3 separate regions of the Mus musculus genome follow, and regions 2 and 3 are each linked to region 1. Evidence: chromatin contacts called from public HiChIP or PLAC-seq data. All regions are on one chromosome and are shown on one strand. Each heading gives the region's core, a stretch centred on a gene start, on an enhancer-like site or on the middle of the called end of the contact. The rest is flanking DNA. Distances are from core to core; before and after follow the strand shown. Region 1 overlaps Dlgap2 (DLG associated protein 2). Region 2 overlaps Dlgap2 (DLG associated protein 2). Region 3 overlaps Dlgap2 (DLG associated protein 2).

Region 1 (4,479 bases), core at 670-3,169:
CATTCTGTAGTTTCTAGGGGTCCATTCCACGCCTCTTTACACAACCTGGTGGTGACTGGAGATCCTGGTGTTCTTTGGCTATAGAACCATCAGTCTAGTTAATTTGCCTGTCTTCACGTTGATGTCAGTGTCCTGGGATGCTTGTCATTGGTCTTCCCTAATTAGAGAGTGATCTCATCTCAAGGTCCATAATTATGTCTACAAAGACTTATTTCCAATAATATGGTATTCTGAGGACCCAAGTGGACATAGCTTTGCAGGGTGGGCGTGGAGGAAGGCATTTAACCTACTCCAGTGGTGAAGGCAACCTCCTTGCTGAGCACATCCTATTGCAGGAGCTTACTTTCCTGAAAGAGGTCTTCAGTGTCCACTGAGAGGAAGCATATGTATGTATAGTTAGTTATTCCTTCCAGTAACCTGCTGTGTTGATGGGGCAGACTGAAGAAGATCTGTATTGGTTTACTGGGTTTTTTTAAAAAAATATTTAATTATTTATTTTATGTATATGAGTACATTGTAGCTGTCTTCAGATGCACCAGAAGAGGACATCAGATCCCATCACAGCTGGCTGTGAGCCACCATGTGGTTGCTGGGAATTGAATTCAGGACCTCTCCAAGAGCAGTTGGTGCTCTTTAACTGCTGGGTTATTTCTCCAGCCCAGATTTACTGTACGCATATCATGAATATTAAAGCAAGGTTTTGCTGTGGCTACTCCTTTACACTGAGTAACCTCAACACAGATTCCCCACTGGGGTCCGGAAGCACATTCCCTCAGACCAGTAGCAGCACACTATAAACTTTGCAGCTTAAATGGTTGAGCCACAACGTACTTTAAAGGAGTATGTTAGTCTAATTTGGTCCAAACATAGTGTGTCCTGTCCTAAGCCAGTACTATGAATAGTGAATTGTCTAGCAGAAACCCTGCCTTTTCCAAGTGAGCTGTCAGGCCACTGGAGTAATTCAGGGAGATCCAGGGAGGTTTTTCTAGGACAGTATTTCTGAATGTCTCCTGCAGTATTTGCACAGTGGCCAGGCTCAATGGCTATTCTCTTATCCTTGGTCATCACCAGCCACTGTCTCTGTAGACATGTCGGTGGAGGAATCCAAAGCTCTAATAAACCCAAGCTCTTTGGTTATTCTGCATGTGCTTTTAGAGAAAGTTACTTTGCTATTATGAGGTTTTAGGCATAGTCCTTTGGCCATCCACTGGGCACATAAGGTTCTCATTATCTTTACCAGATCACACCCTTAACTCTACTAGGATTCTTGTGTGTAATGTTTGCCTCCTCGGGTGGAGTTTCTGTACTTCAAACATAAGTGATCAGGTTATTTTCTACCAGGACACCTGCAACTGAAGCAGGTGTAAGGATGTGTAGATGCCAGCGGTCTCTGGTCTGCCCTCCCATTCCCCCTCCTGCTTACAGTTGGTTCTTAGCCCAGTCCGGTATACTGAAAGATTGGAGTGGAAGGCTTGCCTCTTTCCCCTGCAACTTCTCAGATGCCAGGGCGCTTGGAATCTTCAGCATGAGTTGCTCGTGTAGACGGGCCTCTCCGAACACCCTGCCCACTCACTTTTATGAAGACCTGTGTCGTCAGCTCTGTGACGCTTCGTAGGAAGTTGCCCATTTATGGCTACTAGAGCAAATGATATCATCACAATAGGTGGCTCCTGTCTAAATAGGGATCGTTTGTGAAATGAGATTATAGGCATTTATCTGAAAGAGCAAGAGACAGAGCACCTGCTCTCCGTAATTGCTGTCCCGGGGGACAGCACTGTGCTCTAATCAAGGCGTCCATCTCCATGGCTAATTTTGTTACCAGCAGAGAGCTTGCGTTTAGCGCTCAGTGCCAGGCAGCCCCCATATCCACATGGAATCCACTCCAGATCCATGTTTTCTATTACGCTTGAATATATGGGACATGCATAGGGATCCTATGCCCGCCACCGTGCTGCAGTGTGCCTGTTTTGCAGAGTACCGTGGATGCCTAGTCCAAGCCGAGGCTGACTGGAGCTGTGACCACTCACTTGGTCACCCTGGCCTCCTCCTTCCTTTGCAGCGAGGTTGAAGTGCCTCTGCGTGCATAGCTTCCCATCTGCTGTGGAGCTGCCTTGCACTTCACATTCGGATGCTGCAAGGCGTGCAGCAGGAGTCTCGCTTCGGTAAGTCAAAGGTGACTCATTTCTCACTTTCCCTGTGTCTTGGATGTAGACTTTACTAGTTCCGTGGCCTCTGGGAAATGATACTTAACTGATCAGCACTCGACCAGCTAAACCGACAGCTGCTTACCTCTCTGTACTTTGCAGCATGTTTTTTTTTTTTTATGTTTTTTTTTTTTCTTTCATTGCTCTGTTTCATAGACCTAGGGTTGTACTGCTTTCGTAAGTGAAATACTCATGTCTTGATAGATGGTAGTGACAGCCAGGAGACAGCACTGCAATCCAGGGAGCATCCTCCATTCTCTGGGGGGACTTGGGGGAGATGGTCTTGCACAGCAATCCAGGACCATAGCATTGTCCTAGGCAGACAAGTTCTGTCTCTAATTAACCATCATTTCGATAGTCACCAGATACTGGAGCAGTCTGTAATGCAAGCACTGTTTTGGCTGGCTCTCCTTTTATTTCAGCAAAGATGTGGCAACTGGGCTGTGGGTTCCGTGATCCCCTGGGAATGAGTAAATCCAGGGACCTTAGGTCATTAAACCTGTGTTTCATAGGCTAGCAAGAGAGAGAAGCCTGCGGAGAGGGCTTCCTTTGTGTGGCTGAGTGCAGTAAAGGGTTTTGAGCTCTTCCCAGCTGCAGTTGAATAGGATGAAAGAGGGGAGAGGTGCTGGGATGGACACCCGCTGGGAAGAGCTGTCTGTGCCCGGTCTTTATAACCAAAGCCCCTTCCAAAGCACTAATTTCGCGCTTACCCCAAGTAGCCCTCCTTGGCTTTGTAGGAGGAGATGGTGTGCAAGTGTCATGGACTTGCTGAGCTTTTGAATAAAGCGTGCTTTGGAGTGCACAGTCTGACAGGGAGCTCTGAGAACCCAGCCAACTGCTTCACACCAGCCAGGAAGGTTTTTTTTTTTTTTCCCCTTTGCAGCGAGGAACTGTGTAGCTGGTCCAGCTGATGTGGCTGGTCCCCAGCCTCCTCTGGGTGAGCGAGCCACAGGGATGAAGATGAGGTGTGCCTGGTGTGGTCTTTCTCCGCACACTTCCTTCTCACTCTGCCTTGACATGTTCCGTTTTATTCTTGCTTTCCCTCTGGAAAGGAAACACTCCTCTCCAAAGAGCACGGCCACATCTGGCCACATCTGGCCCCTTCCGGGCACCGAAGAGACTTGTTGTTGCCTCCGCATCTGGGTAGTCGCTGGCTGTACACATTCCCCGTTATAAATGGCTGAGTTTTCACAGGGAGGACTTGCACGCTGCAAAGGACTGAGCATGTCCAGAGGGAAGCTGCCATTGGCTTCCGCGTTTCCAGGTGGATATCGACTGCTTCATTCATAATTCTATCCCCAGAGCTCAGGTCTGTCACCTTCCAGGAGCTCAGTGTCCAGGAGGAATTTTGTAGCCTTAAGTCTATTCCCAGGTGAGGGTCAGTCCATTCGACTTTACCCAGCCCTTTAAATTATGCTTCATCGAGCAACAAGTATTTTATTACCCACAACCACCCATCACCCTTGCCCTTCACCCGAGAGAGCTCACAGGACCACACTCGACATCCCAGTACTGCATGGATGTCCCAGCCTTTGGTTGGATTTGTAGCCCAAGTTGAAGGTTGCTGCTGGAAGTAAGCCTAGAGAGACGTTTAGATCACAGCACAGTTAGACATCTGCTAGAGAAGCAGGCCACTGGCTCTTTCCCTAAGTTTAAACCCCGCCTTTACATGTATCCATTACTCAGTGCTAAGTGTATTTAAGTAATGTGTACTTTTTTTTTTTAAATCGAATCAGTTCAATATAATTAAAGCAGAAGGTGGGGCAGTAGAAATGAAGTATGACTTTGTGACAGTGTTCACCCACATGTAACCACAGCATGTGCACACAGGTCTCTGGCAGACATTTCACAGCCCTGCTGTGATGCTGTTTGAGGCCTCTAGGTATTTTCTGGACAAACTTTAGTTCTCTCTCGTGGTCTCAAACACGGCTTCCAAACTATGTGCAGCCTTTGCTTTCTAGACTAGCGTCATTTTATATACATAAAATGCAAGTTTTGATTTTTGAAACTTACTTCATGGAGTGTGTGTGTGTGTGTGTGTAAGTAGTGTGCCATGTATGTATGGAGGTCAGAGATTGACTTTGGGGACTGAGTTCATGGCTTTCACCTTGTTAAGGCGGGGCCAGCCTTCTGTCTGCCATGCATAGGGTATTCCAGCTGGCCTCTGAGCTTCTGCCGTGTTTTCCTATCTCACATGCTGTCTCTGCAGTAGTGCGAGGATCACACATTGCATCTAGCTTTTCTTCTTTTTTTTAACCAAAAAGATTCTGGAGAC
Region 2 (4,790 bases), core at 176-2,675, 150 kb after region 1:
CATTTGCCTTTTCTTATAACACAAGTCTGCCGTTGACTGGGGATAGTGTACTCTGTGTGGTACTCTGTGCAGTGTGTAGTCCCCAAGGGCGTCTTCTGATTGAAGGAAAACATGTTTTGGAGTTTAGGCGTGGGCTATCGGGTGGCTAGATCATGACAGGTGGCATGGGAGCCCAGAAGGGGTGTGGATTCCTTTTTAGAATTTCCAGGGACCTGATACTATGTCTAGGAAGGACCCAAGTCTCTTCACTGTGAGAGCTGGTGTCCCAACACTTCATTGCTGAAGGGTTAGGTCCCCCATCTCTGTCCCAGACACCCCATGCTCGTCCTTGTTTAACATCCACATCACAAATTTTGTCAGCACAAGCTACAGTGTATCGCTACAGTGTGTCTTACTCTAGGATGGATCAGCTGGTAAACGTTAAAGAGGAGCCAGGCTGGACCCCATGGAAGAGTAGCCCCAGCTGTCTGAGAGGTAGAAACTGAGAGGTCAGGAGGAACCTCCTGATAAGGTGGAGGTCCCCGTCTAGTCTTCATGAAATGCTCTTGCCTTCCAGGCGAGATGTCTCCAAGGTCCCCCCAGGAGTTGATTCAGTTGTGCAAGTATAACTTTTCTGAACAAGAGAAAGGGTGAGGGGCTGCCTGGGCTCAGCTGTGCTTTGTGATTCGGAAGCACCGGCATATAAATATTCATAGGTTTTTAAATCATTTAAGTAATTAGTCTAAGTGAGAGCTGGCCCTGTACAGTGAGTGGAATCTAGAATCAGCTCTTTTTTCTGTTCAGTGATTTCTTTAGCGGTGTCCCTGCGTTAACTTATGAATGCCACCACACTGAAGGGATCAGAGCCAGAGGCCTCTGCAGTATGAGGCTCAAAGCTGAGCCCACCTCCTAGAAGGGGCTGGAAGAGTTGAAACACTGAGCTGAGGTGGCTTCCCCTCCCGTCAGAAAGCTGTTAACAGCCTTTCCTGGCTAACCAGCGAAGTGGGAAACACCTATTTGCATTTTAATGCTTGGGTCTTTTGGAGAGAGCTGTTTCTTCATAGAAACAGAATAATTAGCATCATCTCAGAAGATAGTATCTGTCAAACAAATGCGAGTCAGAGCAGAGTTGACTGAGGGGTCTCGGAATCCTACAGCTGCAGTCTCTGCAATGACTAAGCCAAGGTTGGGTTTTCTCAGAGAACCCAACATTTTTAATCAAATGCAAAATGCAGATCAGGGCTTCAATATGCAAACTGCCCGCATGGCCTATACTATGAAGTTCTGCATCATGGGGGCTATGTATGTAATGAGGTATTAAATATATATCCTCTCCCTAGCAAGAACAGAGAGCTGGCTCAGCTGTGAATCCTGGCCGGCAGCCGTGGGGTGAACCTGAGTGCAGGGCAGCTTGATTGTCCTGGGTCTGCCTCTGTCAGGAGGGTGACCCTGCAATGTGTTACCATGGAAAGAGGCCTCCCCTAGAGGAGCCAGCGCACTGGGAACAACCTCAGTTGTTGACACACAGCACCAACCTAAAGACCTAAGGTTCAGACTGCCTCCACTGCCTTTCCCACCGCCTGTTAGCTCACCATGAAGTATCAAGATCTACATGTGACTCTGATCTGTCTTTTTTATACACGAGAATAAGAGCACATCCCTGATTTCCAGCTTTATTAGGGTGAGTGTGAGGCCTTTTGCCTCTCTTAACAAGAGCCCAGTGAAAGACGTGGACACGACTGGACGAGGCGGCCCGTATGTAGGTTCATGGATTTGTCTGTTTACAGTTTAGGGTTTGACTGAGAAATCTTGTAATGACAGGCTGGGAGAACCTGTCAGATCTACTCGGGTGTTCTCAGAGATTCCGTAGGCTCACACCATGTAAACAAACTACAGTGCAAAGCCAGACTATTACGAAGTAAATTTACATGCAGGACTATTCTAAAGGGTAGCAGATGGGGTTTAGCACAAAGCATTCTTTAGAGCATAAGGTGGAGTGGCCGGTGGTGGTCATGTAAGTCTACATTTTGGAAATGTTCTTTGTGGAAATTTCTAGACCAAAGGTAAAATTTAAGTTTTAAAAACAATCTATAAACTCTTATGGTAAAGGATCTTCTTTATATCTTCATCATCACCATCACCACCATCACCATCATTACCACCACCACCATCACCATCAACACCACCATCATCACCATCACCACCATCAACACCACCATCATCACCATCACCACCATCAACACCACCATCATCACCATCACCACCATCACCATCAACACCACCATCATCACCATCACCACCATCAACACCACCATCATCACCATCACCACCATCAACACCACCATCATCACCATCACCACCATCACCATCAACACCACCATCACCGTCAACACCACCATCATCACCATCATTACCACCACCATCATCACCATCATCACCACCACTATCACCATCAACACCACCATCATCACCACCATCATCACATCATTACCACCACCATCATCACCATCACCATCAACACCACCATCACCATCAACACCACCATCATCACCATCACCATTTTGATCTTTCAAACACACAGAAGTGCACATCACTTGGAGAATTTTGCTTAGACATATAGACTCTTTTTTTTTCTGCTTCTCTCCCCTTATAAAGCATGACTAAGAAGTAATGTACGTAGGAGCATTATGCTCTTGATTTTTTTTTAAGTACAAGAAATTCAAGATTTTCCCCATAAGTGACTCTGAACAATAGGAAATCCCCCCACTGCTTGCCACCTCAGCAAATGGGTGTCACCCTGGGGTTTCCAAGACTTCTAAACAATGGAGATAATGAGTCAGGTGCTCTCTGAAAAAATGGACAGAGAGGCATTTCTGTCCCACCCACAGCCCGTTCTGCCTTACTGGAGAGAGAAGGCTATGATTGCTATGTTCGTGCTCTCTTTAAGGGTGTACCTTTTAATTCTGAGCTCCAGATAACAGTGGCCTTTCCTGACTGCTGTTCTTGGAGAGTGAAGAGACTATAACCAGCTCTTATTAAGTTCTCGACGTGAGCCGGGCACTCCAAAAGAATTAGTGTTGCCTAGGAACTGGGGCCTCTGCTAGCCAACCTGTCTTCCAGGAACATGAGATAGTCACTTAGTGCAAAACTGAAAGAACCTTCGGATGGGGAGATGGTGGGGGAGGGGGATGTCGGCTGCTGTCCTCATACAGGTCTGTACTGAAGGAGGTCAGGACTGAGGAAACCTAGGCTGATGCAGAAGGGCCCTTTTCCCAAGGAACGCCGCCCCCCCCTCAAAAAAGTGCTTTCAGTGCAGCAGTGCGAGGAGAAAGAGAGAGAGAGAGAGAGAGAGAGAGAGAGAGAGAGAGAGAGAGAGAGAACAAGCTGAGACTGAGGACTGAACGGATGTAAGGTCCAGGGTGCGTAGATGCAATGCATGTCCCATGCCTTGTAACACTGGGTGAAAAAGACAGGGCCGACGAGCGCCCTCTGTGCAAACCTAGACAGTCAGAAGTTTTCCCCCTAATAAGAAAAGAACTGTGAAAACACTGGCCAAGGGTAGATGGAGCACATGCTTGTTACATACCCAAGGTTGTAACTATTCTGTTGATAGAACACACTATTCACCATAAATGGGGACCTCAGCAAGGGCACAGTCTGCATCCCTCCCCTGTATGGTGGAAGAGAAATGGGTTGAAATTCATGTGAAAGCTGTTTAGACACTGTCAGGACCCAGTGCTCTGGATCAAAACCACAGCCCCTCCCCTACAAGCTGTCCCCCCCCCCAAAGCAAAGGAGAGTTTTGTACAGCATGTGAATGTGCTTCAAGGGGGTGAAGAGGCGACAGTGGACAACCAACCGACCTGAAAGAGACTTTCATGGATACCGAGTATGTTTGAAATGATCAAGTGGGTTTTCAAAACTAAAAGGAACCCCCATGTAAGTAAGAAACAGCTTGTATACAATGGCCACAAAACAAAATAAAGAAAAATGAGCCAAACCGCTTAGATTAGTGACAGTGGGAGTTGTAAGGTGGAGTGGGTGGAGCTGAAGAGAGAATCAGTAAACTGGAAAGCAGGTGTGAGCCTGTTGCCTAGAGCTTGGCATAGAAAGGATACAGGGTAATCTAAGGATGCTGTAATGTATCTGGATACTGCAAGAAGCTGCCGAGGAAGGGAAACCGGGAGAGGTAGTCAGTGTATCCAGGGCTGAGATTTTTTTTTCTCCTCAGAAATAAAGATGCCTGTTGCTACCTTGATCTTGAAGTTCCCAAAGCTGCAACCAAATAACAACCTTCAGATGACCTCACAGTGAAGCTGTGGAATGTGATACAAAGAGATACAGTTGAATCAAGCGAAGAGAATGCAGATACCAGTCCTTGTGGCTCTTTACCTTCAAGTTGATACCAGAGAGAGGGAGTGTAGTAACACCTGCATAGAGAGGCTGGGGGTGGGGCTTGGGGTGGAATGGCACAATTTCCACTGGAAACAGAATAAAAAGGGGGCGGGTGTAGGATAGTAGCAGAAAACCAGCAACAGTAAATGCTTAGTCAGAGTTACTTGAGTCACTTGAAGATTTACTTGTTGATTAAAGGATACAGCTCCAAAGAGCAGAACCAGTTTTACATGTTACAATTCACTCAGCATAACCGACAAGGAAAAGCAGTTGCAGCGATGAAGAGGCAGAACAATCGTTCTGAGAGGAGACGGCCTCAGAAGGACCCAGGGCCTTTCAGAAGGAAGACCATTACTAGAATGTAGGCAAGAGAAACTCACACATGCTCTGTGGCCAGCAGCCCTGGTGGACCCTGT
Region 3 (4,610 bases), core at 1,558-4,057, 180 kb after region 1:
AAGTTTTCTAACACGAAGCAAGGGACTTGGAAGATTCAAATCATCTCTTCACTAGAGTTGCTGAGCTTAGGACAAAGATCCCTTGTGTCTCTTCTTACCTCCACTGATGCAGGGGGCTGTCTGCTGTCAGGTGCTGGGCCAGGCCCTGACTCCTGTCCACCTGCAGGAAATGAATCTCTGGTTTAAGTGTTCTCATACCTTAGTGACCTCCATTAGATGAAGGACCTGAAGACTGGGGCATGGGTAGCAGTGAGTTTTCGTACAGTTACCAGCACATGGAAATAATCTTTTCTATGACTCACAAATCAGAGGAAATAAAACTCACTTGTGTAATCTTCCATGGGCACAATAAGACACACACAGAGTGCAACTTTTAGTATGAAGCTCAGTGTTTCCATGTTGGTTCTGAGAGCAGCAGTGTGTGTCTGGTGCTCTTAGGTCTTTCCATATGGCAAGGCCATCCTCTTCACTTCCAGGCCTCTGTGTGCTTGGTAGTATTGGTTGTGTTCCTGTATGGTGTATGTTCGATAGTGAGGCTTCACAGTTGGTGACGTCAGGGTCAGGGTCCCTCCACATGACTTTGTCTATGCTCAGTGTGCCCATAGGGACAGCTCCAGCTGACCCATCCTTGTGTTTATACTCTATCATGCTGCCTTTGTGATGGGCTTCCAAAAATCTACTATGCAGCATCCCTATAGAGGAGCCTCTGGGGTACCAGGTCCTAGTGTATAATAGAGTGGAGGCTCCTGGTGAAATCGGGTGGTACTACCCTCATCGGGCAGGAAGGCGAGGAAAAGAACAGTCCAGTCTCCTCATGGCTTCAGTTGCAAATCGAAATCAGGTAATCTCTCCGGAGGCACTTGGATGGCTTCTGCCTGTTTCATCTACTTTCTTGACCATCCATGGTAGTTTAGAAATAACCAGGCAACAGAGAAGAGATGGGCAGGTGACTGGTAAACAGGGCTTAAGGCCTGGGATTTCCAGAGCTGCCAGCTTCTAGAAGTCTATCCCAGGACCCCAGGGACAGAGTTGGTATCAGGATCCTGTTCCTTCTAGATAACGGGGTCAGGTTGACAGAGCGTGGAGGTCACCAACCCTTGTAGCCCATTCATTCAGTCAATATTTCCCTGAGCACACTTGGCCAATCCCATGTGAAGTGATGCGATGTCATAGGTGTGGTGAGGCTGAGAAGAGGAGGGAAAGACAGGTGTCCTCTGATTCCCTGGATAGCAGTGCACTCCTCTGGTTCCTCTGTTTCGTATTTACAGCACCCCACAGCTGGCGGGGGAGAAATGGGTCTGAACATATCTCCCATTACCACAGCTTTAACTCCAGAATTTCCCTTGGGGACCTGGGCTCCCAATCTCAGATAGTCAACCGTTGTTATGTAACTTAACAGTTTTTTCAGTTGCTCCCAGGGGCCAGGATGGTAACCTTGCTAGCAATGCAAAGGGCTTAGTCTTCATGGAAAGAGAGGTTGCTAGGTGGTGGCTGCTACAGACAGATGCCCATATGGAAGAGAGGAGACAGGCAATCCGGTCAGGGCTCTAACACTTGAGTACTTCCCTGTGCTTTCTGGAGTGATTTTTTTTTTAAGACAGTGCGAATATTTTATATTCCAGAGACTACAGTTAGAGTCCTTGGAGCTTTGCATCAAAGTTTGCACTCAGGTCTGAGTAACATGGAACTCATGACAGATAGGATTCTGGGAGGAATGGTCTGAAAGAATGGGTTTGTTCGTTTGTTTTGCTGTTAAGGAAATGTCTACACTGCATAAACTTTACTGCCCACCCCATGCTCCGCTGGGCAGTAGAGGTGTGTTTACAGTGTGTACCTGTGGCCTCACAGAGCCTCCCCAGTGCTTCACTGTTCCTTAAAGTAAAGACTTACATGGATGAGAAATGGGTCCCAGAAGCTGCCCTTGGGACAGTCTGGGTGACAGGCAGAAAGGCACAACCCCCCCCCCCCCCCACACACACACACAGCCTCTTGGCTGTCACTTCCTCTGGGCACAAGGGTGTATCTTGACAAGGAGGTGGCTCTGTCTTGTGGAGTGACCTTTAGAGGTCACTGGTTGTGGCAGCACACTTCTTTGTCTTTAAACCTGGGACACTGATGGATCCCAGGCTCCATAAATAGAGAGTCCGGGTTTTAGAATCTCAGATTTTACAAATGGAAATTGAAGTTGAATTCCTTCCCCTGAATGTGACTCCAGATATGTGCTCCAGACCCAGTGCCACTTCCGAACTGGAGTTCTGGGCTAGTCTGCTCACACGGGAAAACTGCCACAACTATCCACCCATGCCTTGTGTCCCCTTTGTCTATATAGCCCATTCCTTCCATTTTTATACTTTCTAGCAATGCTTCCTGTAAATCTATAGTATAATTTTATTTCAAGTACATCAAATAGTTGAAATTGGGTCAGGCAAATGTCAGAATATCCTGTTCCCAAATGTGTAGATAGATGGACACAGTCTGATATTCCACAGGCTAGAAATAAAGAGAAGCTGACCTCTGCTCCTGAGGACTCCATGTCCTCTCTGATGGTATCTGTTTTCTTAGGAAGTTTTCTGTATCATTCTTGTAGCCTTGGGCTGTCATGGCTTCTCCCTAGACCCTCTGTTAGAACCCTATAAATAAATTGCATGAGCTTTAGAGAGATTTTCACAGTGCCTTTAATCATGTGTAGAATTCTAATTGCTTGTACTCTGTAACTTCCCAAGTAACGCTGATCATAAGGGGCGAAGCTGTTTGGTAGTTCTCAGCCTGCTGTGCGAGCGAGCAGTGAGGCCGTCTTTGCTAATCTGCCACGGCTCATTCTGTCCTAAGAGCAGGTTTTGTGAAACTTCCCTTGAGATTCTGCAGCATACGCACGATCCCAGAGGAGCATAAAAGCTAGTTTCATAATCTTTGTGAAGTCTTTGGAATTCTGAATCTTGATGGGTCCTGTGGAGAAAGGATAGAAGAGAAACTGCAAAAGGAGGCCCTGGGTCCTTTTCAGAGCACAGTCAGATGTATTTAGCCAGCCCAGCCCTGCAGGGGACCAGTGAGGGCTATGTGAGTAGTACCTGTACCCCAAGGGCAGAACACATGAACCCATAAGTGTGTGACCAGCACCACCATGGCTCTGGGTGAATCATCTTCAGCAGGGTCTAAGGGTCCTGGATGTTGGCAGAGCCCCAAAATCATGTGTGTTGTTGAAGGATGGATTTGAAGGAAGGGTTTGAGAAGGGTCATACTCTGCTCTGTCCTCTGCCGATGCCCCTCCTCTGTTGGTAGCTTCATGAACTTGAGGAAAGAAAGGTGCTTTCAATAAGGGTGTTATAAGGGCAAGGGGGATCTGAAAATTACATTAGCATCCACCGCAACTGCTTATTGAAAGATGCTGGTTTATATCCATGCACAAGTTTTAACACTTATAGACAGACACACATTAGGGAAACACACCTTTGCCCTTGCATTTCGGATGAAGATGTTCTGGGTTGCTGGCTATCTTTCTGAAAGGGAAGCTCTTGTTGAAAAACCTTAAGTCACACACATCACTTAGGGAGAGTTTGGCAAGCATCAAGGCTGTGAGGGCAGAGAATCATTGCTAATGAGGGTCCTTGGGGACAATTTTATGTCAACATCTCTGTAAAGGATGTGGCAGGAGCAATACAATCTAAATCCTTGAAGCTCATATGCCAAACTGTTTCCTCATTTACCTTTCTGTGGCTCACAGCTTGCCCTGTAAATGTCTTCCTGCACTTAATTCTTTCTTGCCTCCCTCTCTAGCTCTCCTTCCATCCTCCACCCAGCTGGCTCCTCTAACAGGCAGAAGTTCTACATAACACACTGTCTTGAGCTGCAGTGGATACATGGGAAGGCCTTGTCCAAATGATACATAAAATGCCTAAGGAAAAATTGAGCCTTGAGTGACCATATGACCCTCTAGTTTCATGCCAAGAGAGGACAGTGTGCCATGGAGTATGAAAAGGAGCCACAGAGGGACAAAGAGAACAGTTAGGTGATGGCCCTGGTGTGAATCACTCTATAACCAGTGCCGATGTACGGTATACGAGATGGATCACATCAGAATATTGTCCAAAGGATCAAAGATTTCTAGGAGAATTTTTAAAGGGAGGTCTTCCCTTCCCACTGCCAGGACAGTTCTGAATGGCAGTATAACTCTGACTGTGGGAGCTCAGAGAGGAGAGATAATCCTTGAACAAGTGGTAGAGACCACACCCTGAGTATACATTGCTAGGGATAAGCAGAAGGTGGGGTGGGTCAGTACATGCCGCTGCTGGCTGAGGTCCAGCTCGGCATGATTGACTCCGGAGAGGCCATGGAAGTAGAATGTGTCATTATCTCTGTCCTCTTTGCTGTTCATGGGGAAAGGACATGCAGTCACCGATAGTTTTATATTTTCTAGTAGCTACATGTAGAAATGGTACAAAGAAATAGACAGAGTTAAGTTCTGTTTCCTTACACACAGCCCTGATTCTTGAAGGGGCAAATGTCCACCATATTAGATGATACTGGCCTGACTTCCTTGGTGGTTGCTGTGACTTGCATACCGTAGACTACCTAGACTACATAGACTACCTAGGATGCAACTAGCCTGGAAT

The links. HiChIP or PLAC-seq counts read pairs in DNA pulled down with a chosen protein or histone mark.
Region 2: a contact with region 1 is called in an H3K27ac HiChIP or PLAC-seq map of SST interneurons, with 2.4 times the contacts expected there. The contact joins two enhancer-like sites. A contact is called at or near these places in 3 of 484 Hi-C or Micro-C datasets (muscle stem cells, nephron progenitors and stem cell-derived motor neurons), 6 of 115 datasets of contacts at active chromatin or transcription factors (SST interneurons, astrocytes, embryonic basal ganglia and 3 more) and 2 of 9 other capture datasets (adipose tissue and pancreatic islet).
Region 3: an H3K27ac HiChIP or PLAC-seq map of SST interneurons shows a contact between it and region 1, with 2.1 times the contacts expected there. The contact joins two enhancer-like sites. A contact is called at or near these places in 3 of 484 Hi-C or Micro-C datasets (cerebral cortex, nephron progenitors and ventricular fibroblasts), 4 of 115 datasets of contacts at active chromatin or transcription factors (SST interneurons, astrocytes, embryonic forebrain and 1 more) and 1 of 9 other capture datasets (pancreatic islet).

Annotation. Positions count from the first base shown.
Region 1 is chr8:14,380,027-14,384,505 of GRCm38.p6, forward strand. The region is part of intron 3 of Dlgap2 (DLG associated protein 2); the gene reads left to right. Among named protein-coding and RNA genes, the nearest start is that of Gm26184, 110 kb to the left of the region's middle. Within about 2 kb of position 1,920, at least 72 of the 459 cell types and tissues checked have an H3K27ac peak or open chromatin away from gene starts, as enhancers often do. A contact at or near this core is called in SST interneurons, embryonic basal ganglia and stem cell-derived motor neurons, where this site is marked.
Region 2 is chr8:14,532,381-14,537,170 of GRCm38.p6, forward strand. All of the region lies in intron 4 of Dlgap2 (DLG associated protein 2), which reads left to right. Among named protein-coding and RNA genes, the nearest start is that of C030037F17Rik, 230 kb to the right of the region's middle. Within about 2 kb of position 1,426, at least 11 of the 459 cell types and tissues checked have an H3K27ac peak or open chromatin away from gene starts, as enhancers often do. A contact at or near this core is called in SST interneurons, embryonic basal ganglia and stem cell-derived motor neurons, where this site is marked.
Region 3 is chr8:14,554,649-14,559,258 of GRCm38.p6, forward strand. All of the region lies in intron 4 of Dlgap2 (DLG associated protein 2), which reads left to right. Among named protein-coding and RNA genes, the nearest start is that of C030037F17Rik, 210 kb to the right of the region's middle. Within about 2 kb of position 2,808, at least 5 of the 459 cell types and tissues checked have an H3K27ac peak or open chromatin away from gene starts, as enhancers often do. A contact at or near this core is called in SST interneurons, where this site is marked.